3 separate regions of the Pan troglodytes genome follow, and regions 1 and 2 are each linked to region 3. Evidence: chromatin contacts called from public HiChIP or PLAC-seq data. All regions are on one chromosome and are shown on one strand. The core of a region is the stretch at or near the end of the contact, and the rest is flanking DNA. Distances in the headings are between cores, read along the strand shown. Region 1 holds the start of SREK1 (splicing regulatory glutamic acid and lysine rich protein 1). Region 2 holds the start of SGTB (small glutamine rich tetratricopeptide repeat co-chaperone beta). Region 3 holds the start of ERBIN (erbb2 interacting protein).

Region 1 (3,991 bases), core at 796-3,295, 210 kb after region 3:
TCTCTCCATGTTGCCCAGGCTGGTCTTAAACTTCTGGGCTCAAGCAATCCTCCTGCCCTACTCTCCCCAAATCCTGGGATTACAGGCATATGCCACCGCACATAGCCAGTCATTTTAGAACATGAATCTGATCAGGGTCACTCTTCAGCTCCGAGGTCTTCAGTGGCTCCCAGCTTATGATAAAGTAACCTCTACCGTGACAAATAATACCCTTCATAAAGGCTTATTCCTTTGCATGCATCTCTAGTCATTTTTAGCCCAGCAATAATAGACTTTGAATCTTCTGTACCTCACTCGAGCTCTCTTTTACCTTAACCCTGCCTTTGCACATTCTACATGCTCAGTCTGGAATGCCCTTCACTGCTCCTCCTTCCCTCCTTGCCTGGGTAATTCCTATTTGTTCAATATTCAGCTTAAGCAATATTTCTTCTGGGAAGTATGCCATTAGAACTAAGTTTAAGAGGCCCTCCTGTGTGCTCTGAATTCCCCCATGCTTATCCCTATGGTAATAATAATTCTCAAACATTTTGGTCTTGAGTCCCTTTACATTCTTAAAGATTATTAAGGACTGTAAAATGCTTTTATTACTATCCACATTATAAATTAAACCTGAGAAATTTGGTATTTTGAGATTCATTTAAAAATAATTATAAGCCCATTATGTTAATATAAATGACGCATTTTTTTCTTAGAAACCGAGATTGAAGGCAAAATGATGCATTTTTATGATAAAATATTTTTCCAAAAAATTGGTGAGAAGAGTGGCATTGTCTTACATTTTTCAAACCTTTTTAATGTCTGCTTTAATAGAAGACAGCTGAATTCTCCTATCTATGTATTCTTTATTTTTTTCCAACTTTTATTGTAGGTCCAGGGGTACATGTGAAGGTTTGTTACATAGATAAATTCATGTCATGGGGGTTTGTTGTACGGATTATTTCATCATCCAGGTATTAAGCCCAGTGCTCAATAATTTTTTCTGCTCCTCTCCCTCCTTCCACCCTCCACCCTCAAGTAGACCACAGTGACTGACGTTTCCTTCTTTGTGATCATGAGTTTTCTGTGTATTCGATCTGTTGTGATATGTTTTGGTTGAAATATATGAGGGAAATCTGATCTCATAAAGATAAGGTGTTGGAAAAGGGAAAACTACTTTATAGCCTTTCCAGATAGTTCTAGATATTATTCTTTGATACTGTACCAAACTTACATGTGGTAGTTTCTTAGCCTTCATTGCAGTGTGGACTGAATCTGAAACCACATCAATTAAGCACTGAAATCCATCAATCTATCTTGCACATACCAGAGGCTTTTTGCCTTTGTAATGGCACCCACTGGCCATTTGGAAAATAGGTGTCCACTAAGTTGTAAAGATCACAAAAATGTTGACATATTTCATAATATAGTCAAAAATAATTTGTTAATATAATGCTTCTTTTACTAGAAAAGTCTTTAAGTACTGGCAAGCTGTCAAGCTCAAGTTGGTGGATACAAGTGTAATAAAATTTGTATTTTTAGGTGAAAATTCAAAGAATTACACTAGTGCTTTTTCCGGAGACAACCGTTTCACTTGGGCATGTAGCGGCAGTAGTTCCCATTTTTTCACACATATTCTTTAAAAGACGTGTAAGCAAGGATGGATTTGAAAAAAAAATACAATTTTTAGTTACTTGTGAAGAACATTTTTAAAGTGAAACTAGCATATTTTAAGACCTTAAATGTTGTATGATGTGAAGAATACAAAATGCCACTACCAGTACAAGACTGGCGCCACTGCCTTGATTGCTGCTAAGGTGTCAGCAGTTTAATCTTTTACGTTACCAGTGCAAATGGCAACAAAGTGAAAAAGGTCAAGAAACTCTTAATATTATTATGAAAATCGTTTTGACCTTGCCAACTTTACTGAAAAGGTCTCGGTACCCTTAGGGATCTGCGGAGGGCATTTTGGGAGCAGCTGCCATGGACTCAACTACTGTTGTCTCTCATTAGGTTGCAAGTTCTATGTGAACTGTCTTTAACTGTCTGTTACGTGCCCTTGCCTAATAGTGCCTGGGACATAGCACTCAATAAACATCAACACCTGTGGAACGAGGGAATAAAAACAGGTTATAAACAACCCCTGCACAGCCTTCATCTTACTGGCTCTTTCCTTAATTCAACCTGAACCTACGCATTTTGTAAAATTTTGTTTTTTTCACAATTAGGACGCCTGCCAACTTTTAAAAATAGTTGGAGTTGGGGTGCTGCCTGTATGTGATAAGGCTGCACTATAGTTGGGTCAAGTGTTCTTCCGTGTTGTCCAAGAGTCATTCCTCCTTTACAGTCCCGCACCAGTAGGCCAGGCCGCTTGGTTTCCCAATCCGAGACCGGAAGGAACCGGGTAGACAGGAGCACAAGACTCTCATCGACTTTTGGGGAAAACAAAAACACCGAAAAAAATCCAGGCGGTGAAACGAGCAGCAACAGCCCCAGGGACCCGGGAGCTGGAGGCCGCAGCCGCGCGAGAACCACCGGGTTGCCGGGGCGACGCTTCCGGCTGGCGCGCGCAGCCCCGGGAGCAGGGGAGTTGTGAAATGGGCGGCTAGATCTGCCCGGCGCTGTGAATTCGCCAGCGGGAGCGCGCTCGCGGACGCGCATTCTCCGCTTTCCCGGCTCCGTCGCTGACGCGTCGTAGACGTTGGGGAGCGGGAAGGCAACGGCAGCGGGATCGGGATGAACAGCGGCGGCGGCTTCGGTTTGGGCTTAGGCTTCGGCCTCACCCCCACGTCGGTGATTCAGGTGACGAATCTGTCGTCGGCGGTGACCAGCGAGCAGATGCGGACGCTTTTTTCCTTCCTAGGAGAAATCGAGGAGCTGCGGCTCTACCCCCCGGAGTAAGTGCTGGAGCTCGGCTGGGGGAGGGGCGCGGGCGCCATAGAGACCTCGGGAGCCGAGGCGTGGAGGAGAGCGCGGACGCGGGCGCGCGGTGCATGTCACGTGATCTCCCGGGCTTACCTTGGTGCCCATATTTGATTAGGGCACCCGGGTTCCGCCGTCCTGCTCTCCTTAGTCGGATTTGGGGGTTTAACTACTGCACGGAGCCCTTACCAAGGATTTAGAATGGTTGCCCTTTCCGTGCCTCCGGGACTTGTGTTCGCTGCTGGGTCTTCGAATTCCGTGCACCCACCCTCTTATTTCCCCCCGAACTTAAGATGGCCGCAGGTGGGCCCGGAACAGCCCTCATGGCAAACGTCTCAGAGCGTTTTTCCACTCTGAAAATCGCGGAGACCGCGCCTGAGCCACAGTCCAGTTTTTTAAGGCCTTGGTGTCAGGCCGTTTTGCTGACGAGAAAGCCTGCTGCTGGTGACAAGATGGAACTGGGGCTGTGTTTGTTTCCCAGGACGGTCGCACAAACTTAGCATCTTGGTTTATCTAACCGAGCGCATCCATGTTCCCAAAGATCATGTCTGTTAGCCCTTTTGACAGCAGATTAAATTTTCCTCCTGAAAGGTCACACTGTCCCAAAGCTTTCAGAAAAAGTGTAAGTCGGTGCAGGGTTATCCCTCCCGTATACATTTAAAGTCCAGATCTTGGCTGGCATTCACAGCTCGCGGCCACTTCCCAGATAGTGTATTTTGGAATGGTAAAATTTCCCTCGTACGATATTATTTAGAAAACTCGCAAGGGGTTTGTAGGTTGTTCACATTCTTGCACACAAACTTTTTTTTTTTTAATGGTAGATCTTACAGTATTAAGATCCTCCGTTTTTTGTTCATTATATCAAAATCCTTTGAGGGAAGGGGTAATTGTTACCCAAGATTTATTTCTTTAAAAAAATTTTGATTTATTTCGTAGTGATGCATTTAGACCTATTTTTCTTTAGTTTTCTATCTTAGGTTATAACAGTGCTGTTGCATAACTATATAAAAGTTGTGTGGATATTTAAAATTTACTTTTTAAGTTTTTCTTCTCTGCTTTTTGTTTTGGAATATTTCATGCATACAGAAAAGTT
Region 2 (3,996 bases), core at 309-2,808, 200 kb before region 3:
AAGTTGGGCTTACAGCTATTTTAGTCTTCGTTTATAATTATAATATAAATGAACACAAAGAGCAGATGTGTACCTTCCAAACTTTCTTGTTCATCCGAGGTGTAAGTGTCCATCTGACTTTGTTCCCGTAAGAAACGAATAACTGCATAAACCAGGTGCTTGATAGATGACATTTTAGAAGCTTAAACACTTTTCCTTGATAAGAAAAATGAAAACACTGAACTAAGTTATTTTAAAGAATCAGTCAGGAAAGTCATAAATTACAAAGATGATATGGGTTATAAACTGTATTAAAGGTAAAAACAAAACACAAAACTGTATGACCTTTCATCTTTTCTCTTTGTAAAGAGTCAGGAGAGCACAAAGTATTGTGAAGGTAATTTATTACATATTTTCATTAATACCCAGTGGTATACGAGTATGTTAAATCTTGGAATAAGTAAAAATGTCTTCAAAACATGTACAGCATAAGCTTAGACTGTCACTGCATATCTCACCATACAGAAATCCCCTAAAGGCCTCAGTACTAAGTTGAGAGGCATTTCATACTGCTGACTAAAAGCTGATCTATACCAAGCATCTTCCTCTCTTTCATGGGATCTAAAAAAAGTATTAATAATGTACACTCTACCCACTTTTGTACGTTGAGAGTTATTTGATGAGGAAACACATTCGCGAAAGGTTATTCAACTGGTGAGTGTCGTTCTTAATAAAAACGGCATTTCTATTTAATCAGCAGACATGTCAGGAAATCGCTGGCCAAGTCGATGGATACTACAAGCCGACCGGCGCTCCCTGCAGAGGCTGTGCTCTCGTGGACAAGCTGGAAGCTCCCGGTCATGTTCATTCACATGGAATACTATCGCATCCAAACAGTGGCGCAGGGCCAGGCGGCATTCATGGCTGATTTCCACCAAATCGCATCATCCATCTGCTCCCCAGGTTCCCTAATTCAAAGCCAGGGTGTGGTACCCGCCGCTATAATGTTTATTATTTGTGTAGTTATTTTAAAGGCGATGTCAGCCTCTAGGCCACGGGGTCATAAGCACTAAATAAGTCCCCAGGGCAGAAGGTAAAAACAGAATGGGGGGAAAAGGGGTGAGAAGAGGGAAAGAGATGCCCAGCCTAGTCCAGGCTTCTCCCCTTTCCTCTCCCCAGAGCGCATCGAGCTCCCCCTCCCTTCCATCCTCCCTCAGGTACCCGGCCTCGCCTCGGCCCTGCCCGGTGTGCAGCGGGTGCCGGTGCGGGCCTCGGTCCGGAGCGGCGGGAGGCGCACCCTTGCCAGACAGAAGCCCCCTTACCAAGCAGGAGGACGCGAGACGACTGCTGCTGGCCCGCGGGGTTCCGTAGGCAGGCCCGCCCGACCCCTGGTCCTCGGGGCTGGAGCCCGGCTCGGGATCGCAGCACTGGTCGCGGCGGCGCAAACTTCCCCGGCCCCCAGGCCGTCGACCCCAGAACCCACCAGGCTGTGCTCTCTCTCAGGCGGCAGGGTCTGGCCAGCACCGCCCCTGGGGCGGGGCCGGACGCGAGGGCTGGGGCGGGGCCAGACGCGCGGGCTGGGGCGGGGCACGGCGCGGGGCGGGGCTGGTAGGCGCCGGCGTGGAGCTGCCGCACGTGGGAGGGCGCTGGCCAGGCAGCCACTGTGGCCTCTGCGGCTAGGCCGGCTGGAGACTTCCGGGCGCCCAGGCGCTGCCGCCCGCCTCGCCGCCCCACGCCGAAGGACCACGCGCCCGCCGCCGCCAGCCTGTCAGCGCTCCCATGATCGCCCGGTGCCTTTTGGCTGTGCGAAGCCTCCGCAGGTACCTCCAGCGCGCGGGTTAACCTTGGCCGTGGGCAGGGCGGGGTCTTTCGCCGTGTGGTGCCTGGAGCCCGGACCCAGCCCTTCCCGACCGCGCCTCTCCGACGCTCCTGGGACGCACCCTCCCCGCGGCTTGCAAGGTGGACCCCTGGGGGACACCTGGCGCGGCCACCTGGGGCCACCTTTACCGCCTCCGCTCCCTCGGGAGGACGTCCATTCCTCTTTGTTTGGGACTGCCTCAGCCGCAGTCAGCGAGGCTGGTCACAGACGCGGCCCAAAATGAATGCAAATAGTTTGGATAAGAAAATCATTTCACGTTCAATCCCAATGCAGAACTACAGACCTGTCATTAAAAGTGCCGCAGCTGTGGACTCAGAGCAATTGTGTTTGCTCCTCGCGCCCATTATTAGCATTCCAATCGTTTAACATCCACCCGAGATGAAACCTCTTTGGTGGTGTTGCTTGTTTCCGTCCATGCTCTCTGACTTCCTTTTTTATTTTCCTCCTCCCCATAAAACAAACATTCTGCCTCTTGCCGGTGCAAATTGACTTGGCCCAAAATGGAGAAAATGATCGCTTGGACACGGCTTTGGGCAGCCTGAGCTGCTGTTTTGGATTGCTTCCTAGCCCTCTAACCACACCCCACTGCAACAGACCAGTAGCAAGATGGTGAGGGAATTAAATTCTTTGCACGGATGCACTGGTTTTCGGAAACAATGCCGCCACCATCCCCGTTTCCAAATCTGCCCAGAACTGTAAATCCAAATGAAGATTCAACAGAATAAAGAAAATGTGTGCTTCTTGCTAGCTATCAACAAAACTACTTTGTAACATGTCAGCATTTAAGCTTTCTACAGTTCCCTTTTGCACATTGCCACTCGTCTGTGTGGATGGAGCTTTGTGTTGCTCAGTCCGTAGAGTTAGGGAGCAGGCAGGCGACAGTGGTTAATTACAAAGAGTTAATGTGGTGATTGGTGACCATATTTCAGCCTGTCGTTTTTTGCTAGTCTCCAGGCTGCAATCGATATAGCTGTCAAATGAAGTTATACCAAGAAATGAAGACTTCACATAATGCAGGGGTGAGAGGAGGGAATAAATCTTCATATAAGAGCAATTCTCGGCCGGGCGCTGTGGCTCACGCCTGTAATCCCAGCACTTTGGGAGGCCGAGGCGGGTGGATCACGAGGTCAGGAGATCGAGACCATCCTGGCTAACACGGTGAAACCCCGTCTCTACTAAAAAATACAAAAAATTAGCCAGGCGTGGTGGCGGGCGCCTGTAGTCCCAGCTACTCGGGAGGCTGAGGCAGGAGAATGGCATGAACCCGGGAGGCGAAGCTTGCAGTGAGCCGAGATTGCACCACTGTACTCTAGCCTGGGCGACAGAGCAAGACTCCGTCTCAAAAAAAAAAAAAAAAAAAAGAACAATTCTCAAACTTTTTATTCTCAGGACCCCTTTACCTTTCAAAAATTACCGTGGACCTAAGAGCTTCTGTTTGTATGGTATATCTGTCTATATTTACCATATTAGACATTAAAGCTGGAAAAAATTTAAAGTAGTTGTTAATTTACAAAACTAATAAATAGGCTACGTGCACAAATAATGATTTTAATGAAAAATAACTGTTTTCCAAACCAACCCCCCCGCCCCCCAATCAGTGAGAAGATTAACATTGTGGGTTTTTTTCCCTTTTTTTAAAAAATTGTGGTAAGATATAACAAAATTTACCATTTTGATAATTTTTAAGTGTACAATTGAGAGGTACAGCCAACACCACTGTCCATCTCCAGAACTTGTCATCATCCCAAACTGAAACCCTGTACCTATTACACAATAACTGCCCATTACTTCCTCCCCCAATCCCTGGTTAACCATTATTTTTTCTCAATGAATTTGAGTATTTCAGGTCTCTTATATAAGTGGAATTAGACAATATTTGTCCTTTTGCGTCTGGTTTATTTAGTATAGCGTTTTTAAGGTTTATTCGTTTTGAAGCATGTGTCGGGATTTCCTTTTTAAAACTGAATAATATTTCATTGTATGTATATACCACATTTTGTTTATCCATTTGTCAGTGGACATTTGGGTTGCTTCCACCTTTTGGCTATTGTGAATACTACTACTATGATCATTAATGTGCACATGTCTGTTTGAATCCCTGCTTTTAATTCTTTGGGATACTGTATGTACCTAGAAGT
Region 3 (3,914 bases), core at 444-2,943:
TCAACCTGAGATTAGAAGCAACACTGGAATCCCAGAATCTAGCTGGTTTTCCACTAGTATGGGAGATATTCCATCCTGGCATGCTTTAGGAGAGTGACCCTTTCAGTTCAGAGCTATGCCACTGAGTTCTGATCAGGCGCAAAACGGTTTTTGAAAACGGAGCAAGAAATCTTCCCAGCGATGATTACAAATAGCTTGTACAATATGCTAACTTTAGCTTTTTATGCAATGGTTAAGATTCATTTTCACATAGATATCCAGCTTGGTAACACTGGCATAGCTGCTGCCATTTCCTAGCTTCCAGCGAATACTCTTACCTCTAATTCAGCACTGAATATATCTGAACACTTCAGTACTACCTGTAAATCTTCAACTTCTGCTGTATGCTAAATAACCTAACATCTGTATTAATTCCAGCAGTTCTTCAAGTAGTTAAAAATGCTCCCAACCTGAATAATGACTTGAATATCATCTTCGGCGTTATTTCTAGTGTTTGCTACTAATGTACAACTCATTTTGGTAAATGATTACTTGGTGGAATTTATGAACTCTTTCCATTGGCAAGCCAAAAAAAAAAAAAAAAAAAAAAAAAGGTCTGTAGGGGATATAGCTCTTTATTCAAACTTGGTAATAAATAATTATCTCTAGAATACAGACGGAAGAACTGAACCAGGGACTTCAGGGACCCAGAGGCTAATTATCATCACTGTACACAGTTAAGTGCAGCAGAGAATGGGGGTGGCGAATGGTTCGCTCCGCATTACGCTCCTTCTCTGGGTAAAACAAGGCCGTCTTTTCTGTGAACATATTTAAAGCAAGAACTGCAAAAACTGTGCAATGTTATGGTTGAGGCTTTCTATTTGCCATATGTGTTGACAGAATGCTTAAGAGTCTCTCTCCGCAATAAACGCGAACCCTGCCAGGCTGAATTATTAGGGCCAGCGCAATTCAACGACTGCACCACCACCGAACCGCTGGGGTGGGAAGCCTGCGTCGCATCGGAGCGTACCCATGTTTCCTCTAACAAAGGCACGATCTTGAGGCCATTTCGCGGGCCCTTTTCCCACTCCCAGCGCCAGCTTTGTCTCCCCGCCGGTGTGAGGCCGATACTTGGAGGAGGCTGAGCTGCGCCGCTGGGGAACAAGCTCGAAGGGCGGGCGTGGGAAGCTGCACCGCGCTGCCGCTGTGGTTTCCTGCGACCTGACCGTGCCATTAGAGGAAGTTGGAGTGCTGCAGCTGCAAGAGATACCTGCTGCCTTCAAATCAGGGCTGGACTCCAACAACCCCTGTGCACCGATTACTGTCGTACAAAGAAACTCCATCGGCCGGCGCGGCGGAGGCCTGTGGGCTCTCTCTCTGGCTGGGCGCTGGGCCGCGAGCAGACAGCAGGGTCGGCGTTGCCAGCGTTCCCCACCCTGGGGGGCTCGGGAGTCGGGGAGTGCGGGGTCGGGGAGCGGGCAGGGAGCAGCGGGCAGGCCTCGAGGGGCCTGGGCCAGAGTGGGCCTCACGGCGCGCCTTGCACGCGAACCCACGGCCGCCGGCTGCCCCTCCCCCGGCCCCCGGCCCGCTGCCCCCAGCCGCCGACGTCGGCCCGCACCGCCCCCGCGCGCTGACTGGCCCGCGCAGGCCTCCTGCCCGGCTGTTGGCGGTTGGGGCGAAGCCGGCGGGAGGCCGCCCCGCCCCCGCCCCCGCCGCGGAGTCGCGGCGCGCAGCCTCTTCACCCGTCGCGGCCGGGGCGGTGGCGCTGTTGCCGCCGCGGCCTGTGAGGCAGTAACTCCCCTCCGCCCCTGCCCCATTCCTCCTCCTTTCTCTCCGCTCCCTCCGTCCTCCCTCCCCTCGCCGTCTCTCGCTCGAGTGAATGTGGCGCGGCGGCGCGGGACGCAGTCTCGGCCCCTGCCGCGGCCCCGCAAGCTCGTGAGGAGACGGAGCTGCCGCCTGCTCCCGCCCCCTGCCGCCCCCTGCGCGTCTCGGGGAGCCACCGCCGCTGGCGAAGGAGAACAAGCAGGGCAGCGGAGGGACGGTGGCGGGAAAACGGGAGAGGGAGGAGAAGAGGGTTCGAGGGCGAGTAGGGAAAGCGGGGAGGGACGGACGGAAGGACGGACGGCCCGGGGAGGGGGCCGCTATTGAGCCTGCCCGACTCCTCGGCTCCGGCTCCGGGTGGCGGCGGCAGCGGCGTCGCGGACGAAGGGCGCGGCAAGCGCTATCGAGACAATAACCCTGCCGCCCGGCTCTGGGGGCGGCGGAGAGGAAGCGGTGGCGGCCTAGCGCGGCCGAGGCTCGCCGAGCGCCCGGGCAGCGTCCTCGCCCCCGCCGGCCGGGTGCCGCTGCCGTCCGGTGTGCGGGGCGCGCCGGTTGCCCGGAGCCCGAGGCTCCCGGCGGCCGTCTCCTCCCCTCCCCCTCTCCGGTGCGCGCGGAGCTGGTTTTCCGGGTTCCCCTGGACGGAGCTGGATCCTGCTTCTCGCCAAGGCAGGAAGTGAGTTTCGCACTGCAATTCCGGGCGGTGTCACGAGTGAAAAGTTTTTTGTTTTTTTTTTTTTCGGCGGAGATCCTCGTTGGGGCTGGGAAACTCCTGCAAAACTCGAGACCAGGAAGCCAGCCCGCACCCCAACCCCCACCAAAGCCACCTACTCTTCTTCTGCGGGAGGCCAGTTCACATCCGCTCTCACCCGAGAGAGATATTCAGCTGGATCCAAAGTGACTGATGAAGGGAAGGAAATCATGTCAAGCGAAGCCTTGAAAAAGCTGCCCTGAGACGCTGTCCCGCCGAAAGGTAATTTTCACGAAAAGTGTCTCTGAGTCACAAAGTTCATAGGACTTTGTGACTCGGAAAAGAGATGATCCTTTAGTGTTTTTCACTCTTCTCCAAGTTGCCCTAAATCCTCCTTTTCTCATATCGAAGCGGTTAATAATTGAGGGGCTAAATAATCGAACTGCACCCCACCGCGTCCCCTCTCCCCCCTGCCCTCCCCACCATCTGGACTTTGGATTTTTTGGAAGAGGTTGTAAGAATGCGGTGGGACGAAAAGTTTTTAGCAATCCGAAGAACGATTGCCTTTGTTCAGCACAGGGGCCAGAAGTTTTGGCTTTCTGGAACGTATAGAGTGTATATTAAGTTGCTCAGCCAGGCACCTTCTGTTTGGGAAGAAAGTTTGGTCGCTGCAGTGAGTGATTTGCTGTTATCGAGATGGCTGCCGCGTTTGTTTATACTCATACCGATTATATTGGCGCTTGCGTTAATCGTATATAGAGGTTTTTATTTTTATTTTTTTATTTCCAACTCTGATCAGTATATTTAGTTAGATTTTAGAAACCAAAAAATCTTGCCATTCTTAGTTGTTTTTCAGGGTGAGTAATATATTTCTTTAGTTGTGTGTAGTGTGTGTTTTTCAGACTTTTAGCGCCGTATAACTTGTTTAATTAATTGAAAGCAAGTATCGACTAGGCTTTTCTTGTAACTGATCCATTACGAAGAAAAAAGGAGTAAGGACTAAGAATAGGGAGAGGTAATTAAACAACAATAACAACCTGTAAGACGTTTGATAGGACTTCTGTACAGTTCAGAACAGACTATATGGGAGGGGAAGTAAAACGCTTAAAACGATTTTCAAGGGAATCACAGTGATTGTGATAAAAAGCTGTGCTTTTCGAGTAGTATGGTATTTACATTTTTGTGTTGTCCCAAATGTTTTTGGTCGGTTCTGCATAAATAGTGATAGGTTCTGCCTACATCTGTGGGGGCAGGATTCATGAAGCATGGCAGACATTCCACCAGTCAGAGCTATGAACACTTCTGAACCAATGGGGACTAGTTTTGATAGCAGCAAACCCAAAGTTTTTTTCAGTGGTGTTTTAGTCTTTTTCTGTTTAGTTTTTTTCCCGGTACTTTTGCGGTACAGGGAGGTGAAATACAATAC

Evidence for each region. HiChIP or PLAC-seq counts read pairs in DNA pulled down with a chosen protein or histone mark.
Region 1: an H3K4me3 HiChIP or PLAC-seq map of stem cell-derived excitatory neurons shows a contact between it and region 3, with 4 times the contacts expected there. The contact joins the promoter of SREK1 here to the promoter of ERBIN in region 3. A contact is called at or near these places in 1 of 7 Hi-C or Micro-C datasets (stem cell-derived neural progenitor cells) and 1 of 1 datasets of contacts at active chromatin or transcription factors (stem cell-derived excitatory neurons).
Region 2: an H3K4me3 HiChIP or PLAC-seq map of stem cell-derived excitatory neurons shows a contact between it and region 3, with 3 times the contacts expected there. The contact joins the promoter of SGTB here to the promoter of ERBIN in region 3. A contact is called at or near these places in 1 of 7 Hi-C or Micro-C datasets (stem cell-derived neural progenitor cells) and 1 of 1 datasets of contacts at active chromatin or transcription factors (stem cell-derived excitatory neurons).

What each region holds. Positions count from the first base shown.
Region 1 is chr4:48,499,748-48,503,738 of NHGRI_mPanTro3-v2.0_pri, reverse strand. It overlaps SREK1 (splicing regulatory glutamic acid and lysine rich protein 1), which reads left to right and starts at 2,045. Exons shown (of 12, transcript XM_009449070.5): 1 at 2,045-2,873. The coding sequence starts at 2,713.
Region 2 is chr4:48,913,236-48,917,231 of NHGRI_mPanTro3-v2.0_pri, reverse strand. SGTB (small glutamine rich tetratricopeptide repeat co-chaperone beta) reads right to left here and starts at 1,558. Exons shown (of 11, transcript XM_526906.9): 1 at 1,302-1,558; 2 at 74-195. The coding sequence starts at 173. It overlaps NLN (neurolysin), which reads left to right and starts at 1,550. Exons shown (of 13, transcript XM_001163138.8): 1 at 1,550-1,799. The coding sequence starts at 1,759.
Region 3 is chr4:48,714,021-48,717,934 of NHGRI_mPanTro3-v2.0_pri, reverse strand. ERBIN (erbb2 interacting protein) reads left to right here and starts at 1,693. Exons shown (of 27, transcript XM_009449074.5): 1 at 1,693-2,770.